Linked DNA regions of Zea mays: regions 1 and 3 are each linked to region 2. A link is a contact called in public Hi-C data. All regions are on one chromosome and are shown on one strand. The core of a region is the stretch at or near the end of the contact, and the rest is flanking DNA. Distances in the headings are between cores, read along the strand shown. Region 1 holds the start of LOC100191644. Region 2 holds the start of LOC100277894. Region 3 holds the start of LOC103654746 (basic leucine zipper 19).

Region 1 (3,815 bases), core at 979-3,478, 270 kb before region 2:
TAGCCTTTCCACCAGTGTTAGTGACCAAAACATGGGTGGCGGACGAGACATGAAATCGCTGTTTACCGATGAAAACATGTCTTATAAGTCACGAGAGGCCAAAAATAGCCATACAAGCCATCGGGGCCCAAAACGTGTACTATGGTTTGAACATAAGTAGAAGGTACATAATCAAATGTGCTGCTTTAAGATCCGTGTTTTTTTTTTTGAGAAAGGGTCGCACTGGAGCAGTTCTCAAACCTTTACACATGAAAAGGGTGTGATATAAATAAAAGGGTTGCCATCATTCGTCATTGACTTACCTGAGGAAGAAATTTCGGGTTGACAGGTAGAATTGCTGTTTTAGAAGGCAAAACTCTGACAGGATAGCAGCCAAGTATGGTTCCCGCGAGTGTTAGCGCCGCTCTTGCGCCACCTGCAGACAAAAGGGAAACTTCACCATCACATCACTGTTTCATTGTTACCAATACAACAGCAGTAAATGCATAGTGTCTCAGGGATGCTACCATCGTCAGAAAACTCGATGAACGCAAAGCGTAGGACAGAGTGGGGGTCGCCACAGATACGGCAATCTACCACCTACAGGTCAACAGTAGTAGACATAATGTTACAATTAAGCTGCATTGTCACCACCTAGACAGAGCAGCTACTAGATCATCAACATTTCACTTCTCAAGCGAATGGAAAGGCGAAAAAAGGTCGCCTAGATGCTGTAATCAGCCATCACATGATCAAGAGGAAAATGCTTTCGGCAAAAGAACCACAGGACTCACTCGCCCGCAGTTGGAGAACACTTCAGCGAGCTTCTGCTCGGTCACCTGCAAAGCAGTAACAAGAAGATAATGTGACAGCGATGACACAGAATCGGCGCTGCAAAAGGCCACCACAGCTGTCTAGTTAAGCTCACATACATGTTGATCAATGTCGGACACGTAGACGGTCCGCCGCACGCTGTCCTCCCTATCACCCCGCCGGGGCCGGCCTCCGGCCCCCCTCCGCCTCCCGTGGTTGAAGCTGTTCCTCCTCTGATGCCAATCACGAGGGCAAAGTCAATTTGTCGTCGTACCACCAGAATTATTAAATGAACACATTTTTTTTGTTCTGGAAGTTGTGAAAGAGCTAAACGGGAGGCCCACGGAGACGAATAGTTGGCATCAAGCACAGTGCCCATCGCTATCACATGGATCCACGTATCAAGTTCTTGGCAATTGCCGTAGTACCACTAGCACCGACCATTCGTCGATATCTGGTTAGCAGGTTTGCACCCATCAAATTGTTTCTTAAGAAACAAACAAGATGGAGCCGTCGACTCTCTCCCTTATAAAGGGAGGGGTTCTTTGTATCATATTTGTAATATATAAGATGATTCCGCAAATGATTTAGAGGAGAATCATAAAAACAGAACGAAATTATAAACCCTCCCTCGCTGCTCGGAGACTTGATTTTTCAAGAGATAAAACAAGAGGGGGGGAAAAGCGACAGGAAAAGGAAGAAGAAAGAAGGAAGTGATCAACCCAAATCTTCCAGCGATCACAGGAAGGAGGGAAAGGTCAGACAAATACCAAAACCTCCCAAATCGAGACGTGTTAGATAGAGCCGTAAAAGACGCAAAATTAACAGCTCACAGACCCGGCGATTCGGTTGGTGGCGACTGCCGCCGCCGCCGCCGTTGCTGGATCCGTCGCTGCTGGAGTCCCTGCCCCCGCCGCCAACGACGACTTTGCCGCCGCCGCCGCCGCCGCCTATCTCCAGGTGCCCGCCGGCAGCGCCGTAGTACTCGGCGGCGGACACGAACACGGGCGCGTCGGCTGAGAGCACCCTTCCTCCCGCCGGCTTCGCCGCCGCCACGGCGGCTGGGGCCGTGCGGCGCGACGACGGCACGAACTCCTGCGCGCAGGGGTTAAGCTTGGACATGAGGTTCTCCAGCTTCTTCAGGTCGCTCTTGTACACCTTCTCCTCCTCCTCCTCCTCCTCCTCCGTTTCTCCCGCCGTAGCTGCCGCATCACCCTTCATCTCCGCCTCCACTTCGCCCTCGGCCTCCGCCTCCGCCTCCGACGTCACCGCGGCCTTAGCCTCGATCGGAATCGGGGACTCCGCGGACGCCGGCACAACCTCCACTGCCACCATTATTGCCTCTTCACGCACTTAACTGGAACGAGATGATATCAAAAGCTCAAAACACGATTAATTGTTTTTTGTTCTCCTTGTTGGATTGGTGTGCGTTAGCCTTGTTGTTGGTGGTGATAGTGATGCAAGAGGGAGGGAGGGGGGGGGGGGGGGGGGGGGGGGGGGGGGGGGAGTGAAGAGGAGGTAGGAGGAGAGGTCGAGAACTGCAGATACGGCGGGGGGCAAGGGAAACGATGGGAAATAAAAAGGGGAGAGTGAAGCCGTTTTGAGAGGGTAGTTGGCGAGAGAGAATCGGTCAGAGGCGTGGAGTGGAGGAGAGGCACGTCACGGCCTTGTTCCCATCCACTTGGTCTTGGCGCAGGCAGTCCACGCCTCTCCCGGATCTCCTGTGTCTAAATTTAGGACGGCGATCCCTCTTTGATCTCAGGAATCTGCATTACAGCAGCAACAGTCTGTCTTTGACTGCCTGCGGCTGCATCTCCTCCTCACCACGCCACCTGCATTCTTGGGTGTGCATGTGTGTCTAAATTCTGGATATTTTTTAGTTCAAGGAAAATATGTTTTACATGCATGTCATTTGTTATTCTGGATATTTATGACCAAATTTCGATAAATAATATAATTATGGAAACTGATCTTATGTTTACAGAGACTCTGTGTTCATATGGGCACTTACCTCCAAATGTGTGTCCGTTAGCAATCCAAACGGGACGGCTAATTTTCGCTTACCTCCTATGGTATTAGAGCACTAGAGCGGAGATGGGAGGGAGTAAATGTTGCTAATATTTTATAATAAATAAACTATCTAAACTTTAAAAAAAATCATCAACTCTTTTTTGAACGGAAATAGAACTATCTATAAAAACCAAATATCTTATAATCTAAATCAATTATTTTAAAACAGGAAGAGAACTAAAATGTTTGGCCCCCTAACCCTCTCGTGTGTGCATGTGTGTGTATATAGGGGGGATAGATGATGTATGAATTATAGTTTTTCGTTGATTAAAATAAAATAATTTATTAAAAAAAGTCGACGTGCTCTGTAAAATATCAAATCTGTCGCTAATAATAAAATTTACAAATTTCAACTAAAGTTGTCATCGTGTACACGACGAATTTGATATGTACCTGTGCTAGTTAACAAATTTTCATGGATCTTCAAGGTTACTTGATTTTTTTTTGAATTCTCTTAAAATTTTGTTAGCCATCTCATAAATACTAGAGTCATTATATAAAAGTTGAATCTCATCAACCAGACATTCATTATTATATCGTCTTTATTATTTTGGTATTGTTAATATACCATAACTTTAGTTTAATATATTAATTAGCTAGAAAATAGACTCATGAAACTGAATAATTTACTAAAAAACTAAAAATTTATTTCATGTCGAGTGTTTAAATTTGATAATATTATACGATATTTTGTTCACCATGAATTAGCTAACCCCTTATATCGTGCCAATCACTCCCGGGAGAGTCGTGCTGTGAGATTGCTACAGAGTACAGAGTTTATGGACGCAGCCAATCTGTGGTCGTCAAATTGAGCACGTGAGTGAAAGGGCAACACAACAGCAGGGAAATCTTTTTTTTTCATTTTCAGAAGAAGACTCTGGGCTGTTGTGGGACACGAAAACGTGAACAGAGCAGGAACATACTGGAAACCCGATCTCAGGCGGGGTTTAAAA
Region 2 (3,657 bases), core at 936-3,435:
GCTGTAGTAGTTACAGGAACCGTCCGTTAATTAGAAGCAGATGCAAATTCACAACATCAGCAGAACAGTAATTCGGTCCTATATGAATGCACAGCGACACAAACAATGCAAATAATAATAATAATAATAATAATAATAATAATAATAATAATAATAATAATAATAATAATAATAATAATAATAATAATAATAATAATAATAATAATAATAATAATAATAACAATGTAGGTGTAAGTGCTTGGTGGGATCTTGATCAATGGCTCTTTATTCGTTGGCTCAGGTCAGTAGATCTTGAGCTGTGTGCCATTTGGGATAGTTCCTCGCTGCTGTGCTCAATTATTGCACTGCAAACCTAACAAGATGGACCCGATCAAAAATTTCTTAGGAGAGCAGACTCTTATATACAAGAATAGCTCATCTTTTAAATACATATTAATGTTATTTGGACAGGCCGTCTTTTAAATTCATATAAATGTTATTTGGATGCTTGTGAAGTTAATGGTCATGTGCGGACCAAGATCCATGACTCTCCATGAATTGTTTTCATGCATCCAGCGAGTAAAGTTATAGCTACTATGATAAGGTAGACTGACAGAGAATCCACCAAGATGTTATATATGTATGTGTGTGTACACACACAGCTCCCATGAACATCTATTTCTTGCTACCTAGGGCAAATAGAACAAAATTACCCAGCAACGTTCCTTTTTACAGATCTAGTATCGACAATAACTTTATGATCCAAGTACAACCATAAATAGCGCCCTATCCTTCTCGATGATAACATCACACATATAAGAGATACATTAGAATCTATCAGAAGATCATTTGACACCATAAGTTCATAAGACATACCTGTTAATGTTCATATAATTTAGTAAGGGATAGACCAAATAAAATACATGTTAGCCTTTACTGATCATCACATAAGTCATAACTCATAACCATGCTCTTTTTCGCTCTGTTTGCATAGTGAAGCCACAATGTTTGTTCGGACCAACACAGGCTTGACAATAATTCAAATCCTTCTCAGGAGGCAACAACCATGGCCCAAGAATTTATCACCCGCATTGATCCGGTCCATCTGAAATGCAATGAAATGGCAAGGCAACAATTTGACTAAATGGCAAGGCAACAATTTGACTAGATGGCAAGAGCTAGCTTCCAGCTTCCCATGTGGTCCCTTCCATCGGGCAGGCCAACAAAGATCAATCAACAAACTACAGGCTACTGGCTAGTTTTTAGACGAGAAGACGGGCTAGTGTATAGATCAGACCAAAGCATATTAAACACATCTGCCCTATACCCTATTATTGCCGGTTGATCTGAGCAAGCCCAAGCGAACAGAATTAGTAACGATTTACCAGTTTCACCCAGATGCCAAGCAACTAGTTGCAACCAGGCTGAACTGTGAATCTGTGATGAGCTCAATAGATAATAGTTTATGGATGTAAAGTATGGGGACCATACTCGAGATACCAAATCCCTCAGCCTCTGCACTTCCTCGCGAGTCTCCGCCTCGAACCGCCGCGACTCCGTCTGGAACTCCTCCATGTCCTTCCTCTTGGCCTCGTAGAAGCGGTCCCAGCCTTGTTCCCTCCTCTCAGCCTCCTCGATCTCACCCCTTACCGAGCTGCGCGCCCGATTAGAGCATGCAGATTAACCAAAAACGAAATGCCCTGAGTTGTTTCAGGGTGGAGGGAGAGAAAGTGAGATGGGCTGCCTTTTGGCTACCTGAGGTCGCGGGCGACAAGGAGGCGGCGCGCGCGGGCGGCGTCGATGTCGGCGCGGGCGGCGAGGGCGCGGAAGGCGAGGTCGGCGGCGCGGCGCTCGAGGAGGAGACGGCGGCACTCGAGTCGGCGCGTGGCGGCGAGCTTGGCCGAGAGAATACGGGACTTGGCGGCCTGGGTCTCCTTCTCCGCCTGCGCATCAAGGCAAGGGGAGGAAAGGGGCGCCGCGGTGAGGCCACGGAGTCAGGGTTTGGAGGGTTTCGGGGAGGAGGCAGATGAAGGAATTCGAGATGAGGAGGGGAGCGTCGTAGGAGACGTTGAGGAGGGCGAGGCGTTGGTTGCGGGCGTCCTCCATCTGCCGGACGCGTTCCTCGAAGGCGGCGGAGAGCTCCATCGTGGCGGGCTGGCGGCCGTCAGCGGAGGTGAGCGGTGGTTTGGGTTTGATTGGGCGGGAAATGTTCGCGGCTTGACCGTCTGGACAGAAACGGACGCTCACGATCAGAGACTGTCTACATACAACTTTTATTTTAAATAATATCTCTATCAACAATTCTAAGACTTTTCTATCTCTACAACTAAAAAACCTTCAAGAGAATTTCTATTTCTTTTCTAATTATCTATTTTCATTTTAAATAATTATCAAATTTTGAATGCTCTAGAGATAATAATTAATGGCTAAAATTAGTTAGCGACATCTAAACTCTAGCTAATAATTCAGTTATTAGCTATTTTTAGTAAATTAGCTACTAGTTATTTTTCCCATTCATGAGTGAGGTAGAAATATTGATTTTTCTTTGTAATAACAGCATGGAGACATCTTAGACCAGCTATTACTAAGACGCGTATTTTTGCTATTATAAACCACATTCTAAGCGGCTTCGACATAATAGTCGCAACAATTTGTGATTAGTTAGGTCATGTTTGGTTTCTTTAGTTTAGGGACTAAAATTTAGTCCATAACATTTTTGGTTTTAGAGGCTAAAAATACTAAGAATATACTAAATGACTCATAAGAAGACTAAAATGACTCTTAACATTCTCCTGCTATTAGTATAATTGAACTAAATGAGGGGTAAATGTGTAATTAATATGATTTAGTCCATTTTAGCACATATGTGAAGGACTAAAGACTAAATCATTTTAGTCCATATTTTAGTCCTAGTGTTTGACAAAAAAGGGACTAAATGAGACTAAAAACTAGAGACTAATCTTTAGTCCCTCTAACCAAACACCCCCTTAAAATGACCCTTTCTACCGTGTTCAACCGTCACAATAGAATTATTAGGCAACTTAAAACAGAGCAGGGGCAAAATGGTCTGTTCACGTGGCTAAAAACATAAAAGAGAAAAAATAGTTTAAATTGACTAATAATTCTATTGTAACGGTTGAACGCGGTAGAAAAGACTGTTTTATCGAATTCCAAATTGTAGGGACTATTACGTAGAAGCCGCTTGGAATGAAATTTATAATAGCAAAAAAAAAAAGCTCTACTAAAACACCCGCTCTGCATCGCTAAACTCTTTGAAATGCTTTGTTTGAGATTTGCCATTGGTGCCGAAAAAGGGGAACAAGAGTAAGTCATGATGTCCTCCCTAACATGACCTTGTTTAGATTTGTTGACAATCAAACCCCTGCTGGCCTGTAGGCTGCATAAAGACAATCCTTTCTAGACATTTCATCTCAGGATGTTTCTCATAGTTCTGAATCACAAGCTTTCATTTTATGCCATGATACTGCATTAGTGGTTAATTCCCCATTACTGGTGTTTTTATTGTCTCACCTTTATTTAGTTATCTAAAAAATTACTAATGGAATTAACTAGCAAACTATTAACTAATTTACTAAAAATAGTTAATAGTTAAACTATTAGTTAGGTTGTTTGTATGTCTCCAACTAATTTTAAACACTAACTATTAGCTCTAATGCA
Region 3 (3,653 bases), core at 34-2,533, 320 kb after region 2:
GAAACATCTCCGCCATCCTCTGCTGATCTGCCAAGTGGGCCTTCCGCTCCGCTATCATCCTCGACTCCATCTCCTGCTGTTCCCTCCTCTCTTCTTCTAGCTGGGCATGTAATATTTCAACCCAATTTTATAATAACTCAAAGAAAAGGTATATAACTCAAGGAATGACGAGTTACAAAAGCACTAACCTAGAGTTGCTGTATGCGACTATACGATGATTCGAGCTGTCCTTCCGAGGTCATATGGTTAGGCTCGAGCTCGTGCTCCTTCTCGCACCTAAGACAGAGTGAGAGTGGACGACGAGTCGATTGTCCCGTCGGCAATCCAGTACCACCCATGACTTATTTTACACGAAAAATTGTTAGACCATAGCCTTATTTCTTTATATATATATTCAAAAATTTTAAATACTGATTAGAGCCACTAATCAATACTAAATAGTTCTTTTAACGGATAGTGCGATTGACACTAACAAAAATAGTGTCTTCAATTATTTATTGTGCATTGTCCAGGTACTAAAGGCAATTTTACCATTATTATTAAAGGATTCTTTCTATATTAGTAGTAGTAGTATATCCATGCTAGAATCTGGATCTGAAATCTAAATGGATGCCGAATTTGCACTACTGCAAGTAGCATGGCAGACGACGAGCAAGTGACCACAACCTATCTGTCTCTGGTAGTCTGGTCCCGGCGTCCAACACGTGGTGTCGAGATGCTCTGCATCTGCCAAGCCCCCTGCCCCCATTCCCAGCTGACGAGCTGCTCAACAAGTCTACCACTGTAATGTCTGAAACCCAGAACCAGAAGCCAGGGCCAGCTGCAGCTCCATAACTAACTAGTGGGCGAAAAAATTTACAAGTACTACTGCTAGTACTGGTTCATGTCTATCCATCTATCTATCAACCTATTTTTCATTTCTACTCATCATGTGGGTGTATCCGTGTATAATGCACTCCACAGGCCACAGCCTCTCGATCGCTTAGCTGTCTCTAGCTGTCTGCTGCCTCGCCGCCCCCTCCTCCTCTCATCATGTGATCTCCCTCGTCTCCATCCACCCTTGCTCCTCTCCTACTTGCCACCCTTTTTCTCCAGTAATAAATCAAAACAAACAAATGGACCCTCCCTAGGTACCTAGCTAGCTACCTAACTAACTAACTTTGCACAGATACCTAATTACTGTACCTTTGGATAACTAATCATAAGGCTAGGGAGCTAGCTACATGCATCGTCACCAAATCCACAGCAATGCAACAAAGCACCAACAGCTCACATGGTAGTAGTCAATCTCAGCGTTAGTACAAATCTTAGCTCAAGAGTCATGAAACAATGCCAGTACAAAGGTTAGCTAGGAGCAGTTCGTTTTGCCTACTAGGAAACAAATATGAAATTATTGCCCTAGACATGGTAGTAGAGTACTCCTACTAAGAGCAGTCTCAACCCAAGAGTTTTTATAGGCTCCACATCATCTAGAAACTACTGTTAGACACTAACTCTCCAATGCAAATCAATATTATTTAACTGACTTTAATACTCATCTTCGTGTTGAAACCAAGTCTTATGCAAGATCCAGTTTCTTAATCTTTCTTCATTTAATTGCTTGCTATATCATTGCTTGCCATATCATCTTTTAATATCTATGCAACAGCTGAATTAATGCTATAAAAACTGGATGACGTGTAGGGTTGGGACTGTGCTCTAAACCACCTAACCTACCAGATCTCTTGGATCTTGATATGCATAGCCCTAAACACATGCGTGATGCTGCAAGACAAACAGCCTCTAAAGGCTGTCACCAAAGCATGCAGATGCAGATGCAGTCTCTATCACGAACTAATGCATTGCAAGTGCACTGTGATTTGCCCCACCACCGCCAGGCCCCCCATGCATGTGCACCTATGCATCTCCACCTACACTGCGTTCTTGCAACCAATAACCATATACATACACACACACTAATAACTATATACATACATCTCCAACACAGCTAGCAAAGGCAGCAGTCGAGCACTCCACCATCCAGCTTCGCATCCCGCAAGTTCCCAGTCAGCCGAGCAGCCAGCGGCGGTGCCAAGAAGGCCGAGCTGCGAGCTCCACTCCCCACACCTCAGAAGAAAAAGGTGATGGCGCAACTGCCGCCGCGGGCGCCGAGCGCCGCGCCGCAGGACCACTGGCCGCCGGCGGCGGGGGAGTTCCTGGGCTTCGCCGCGGCCAGGCGCGGCGCGCACCGCCGCTCCGCGAGCGACTCGGCCGCGTTCCTCGAGGCCGTGCCCATTGACGACGACGTCGTCATTGGCGGCGGCGGCGGCGGCGGCGACGACTTCGACCGCCTCGACCACGACCAGCTCCTGTCCATGTTCTCCGACGTCGACGTCTCCGTCTCCGTCTCCGTCTCCGGCAGCGCCGGGGAGAGGGCGCAGCTCATGGACGCGGGGGGTGCGGGTGCGGACGACGGGGTGGCGGACTCGTCGCCGGCTGCCGCGGACGGCGTCGCTGAGCCCAAAAGGGTCAAGAGGTTAGTTGCGACTTGCAGCTTGCCTAGTGGGGTGGTGAGTGGTGGCTCCGCTAGTACATTTTAAGTAACCATCTTTTTCGACTACCGATCCGATCTACCATGGTGAAACAGTAGTTTTTTTTTTATTTATTCAATCAAGGTTCCTACTTTTGGAGGACTGCGGTCTCAGGACTACGATAGTGCCTTTAATTTGCCATTTTTTCTGTTCGTCTCTTAGATTAACATTTCAAATTAGAATAGCCGCAGACCGCTGCATTACAATTTACTTATGGAGCCCCCAGTAATAGTTAAGTCAGCTTTCAAGCTTCCTAGAGAAAGAAAGAGAGAGATAAAGGAAAGTGTGAGGTTAGCTTTCACCATATATTGAACTTTCAAATTTTTTTGCTCTTAAAATTTGCATTTATTTTCGACCGTACATACTACATAGTGCAGATTTATTCGTGATGTCTCCACAGCGAACATCGATTATGGAAGTTTCACGTAGTTTATTTGCACTAAGTCTTTGAAGCAGGAACAAATGGATTCGCTTGGATACTTGCCAATCTGTTTTTATATATATTGAAATGAAGGAACATAAACATGTTTTTGATCCACATCCACATGTATCACTCGTGCTTAGTTTCTTAATTAATAAATAGTCATAGCTCATACGTAACATAGCTGACTGAGTAGCGATCGATCGTTTTCTGTTCCTTGGGTTTCAGGATATTGGCAAACAGGCAGTCGGCTCAGAGGTCACGAGTGAGGAAGCTGCAGTACATCTCGGAGCTTGAACGGAGCGTCACCAGTCTCCAGGTGAGAGTGTGAGACCGCTTGTCTTCTCTCTTTGTGCTAGCTCATGGTGGTCATGGACGATGCACCCCCACAACACAGCCACACAGGCACCCAGCAGCTCTTGAGCCATTCATTCTGAGACCCGGTTTCTCTCTGCATGCCGCCGCAGATGGAGGTGTCGGCGCTGTCCCCTCGCGTGGCCTTCCTCGACCACCACCGCTCACTGCTCACCGTCGGCAACAGCCATCTCAAGCAAAGAATCGCGGCGCTCGCCCAGGACAAGATCTTCAAAGACGGTACCTACCGCTGCTACCAGAGACCGTTCTGTTCAGTTTTACCAGATCGTGCAAGCATGCAACGTAAC

The links. A called contact is a pair of places that touch in the nucleus more often than the background predicts.
Region 1: a contact with region 2 is called in a Hi-C map of tassel, with 2.0 times the contacts expected there. The contact joins the promoter of LOC100191644 here to the promoter of LOC100277894 in region 2. A contact is called at or near these places in 3 of 25 Hi-C or Micro-C datasets (ear, leaf and tassel).
Region 3: a contact with region 2 is called in a Hi-C map of ear, with 4 times the contacts expected there. The contact joins the promoter of LOC103654746 here to the promoter of LOC100277894 in region 2. A contact is called at or near these places in 4 of 25 Hi-C or Micro-C datasets (ear, leaf and tassel).

What each region holds. Positions count from the first base shown.
Region 1 is chr4:235,628,540-235,632,354 of Zm-B73-REFERENCE-NAM-5.0, reverse strand. LOC100191644 reads right to left here and starts at 2,228. Exons shown (of 10, transcript NM_001137073.1): 1 at 1,630-2,228; 2 at 912-1,025; 3 at 774-818; 4 at 507-579; 5 at 303-415. The coding sequence starts at 2,127.
Region 2 is chr4:235,357,842-235,361,498 of Zm-B73-REFERENCE-NAM-5.0, reverse strand. It overlaps LOC100277894, which reads right to left and starts at 2,185. Exons shown (of 4, transcript NM_001361302.1): 1 at 2,047-2,185; 2 at 1,735-1,922; 3 at 1,471-1,624; 4 at 1. The coding sequence starts at 2,124.
Region 3 is chr4:235,036,315-235,039,967 of Zm-B73-REFERENCE-NAM-5.0, reverse strand. LOC103654746 (basic leucine zipper 19) reads left to right here and starts at 1,283. Exons shown (of 4, transcript XM_008681571.4): 1 at 1,283-2,515; 2 at 3,220-3,310; 3 at 3,459-3,585. The coding sequence starts at 2,124.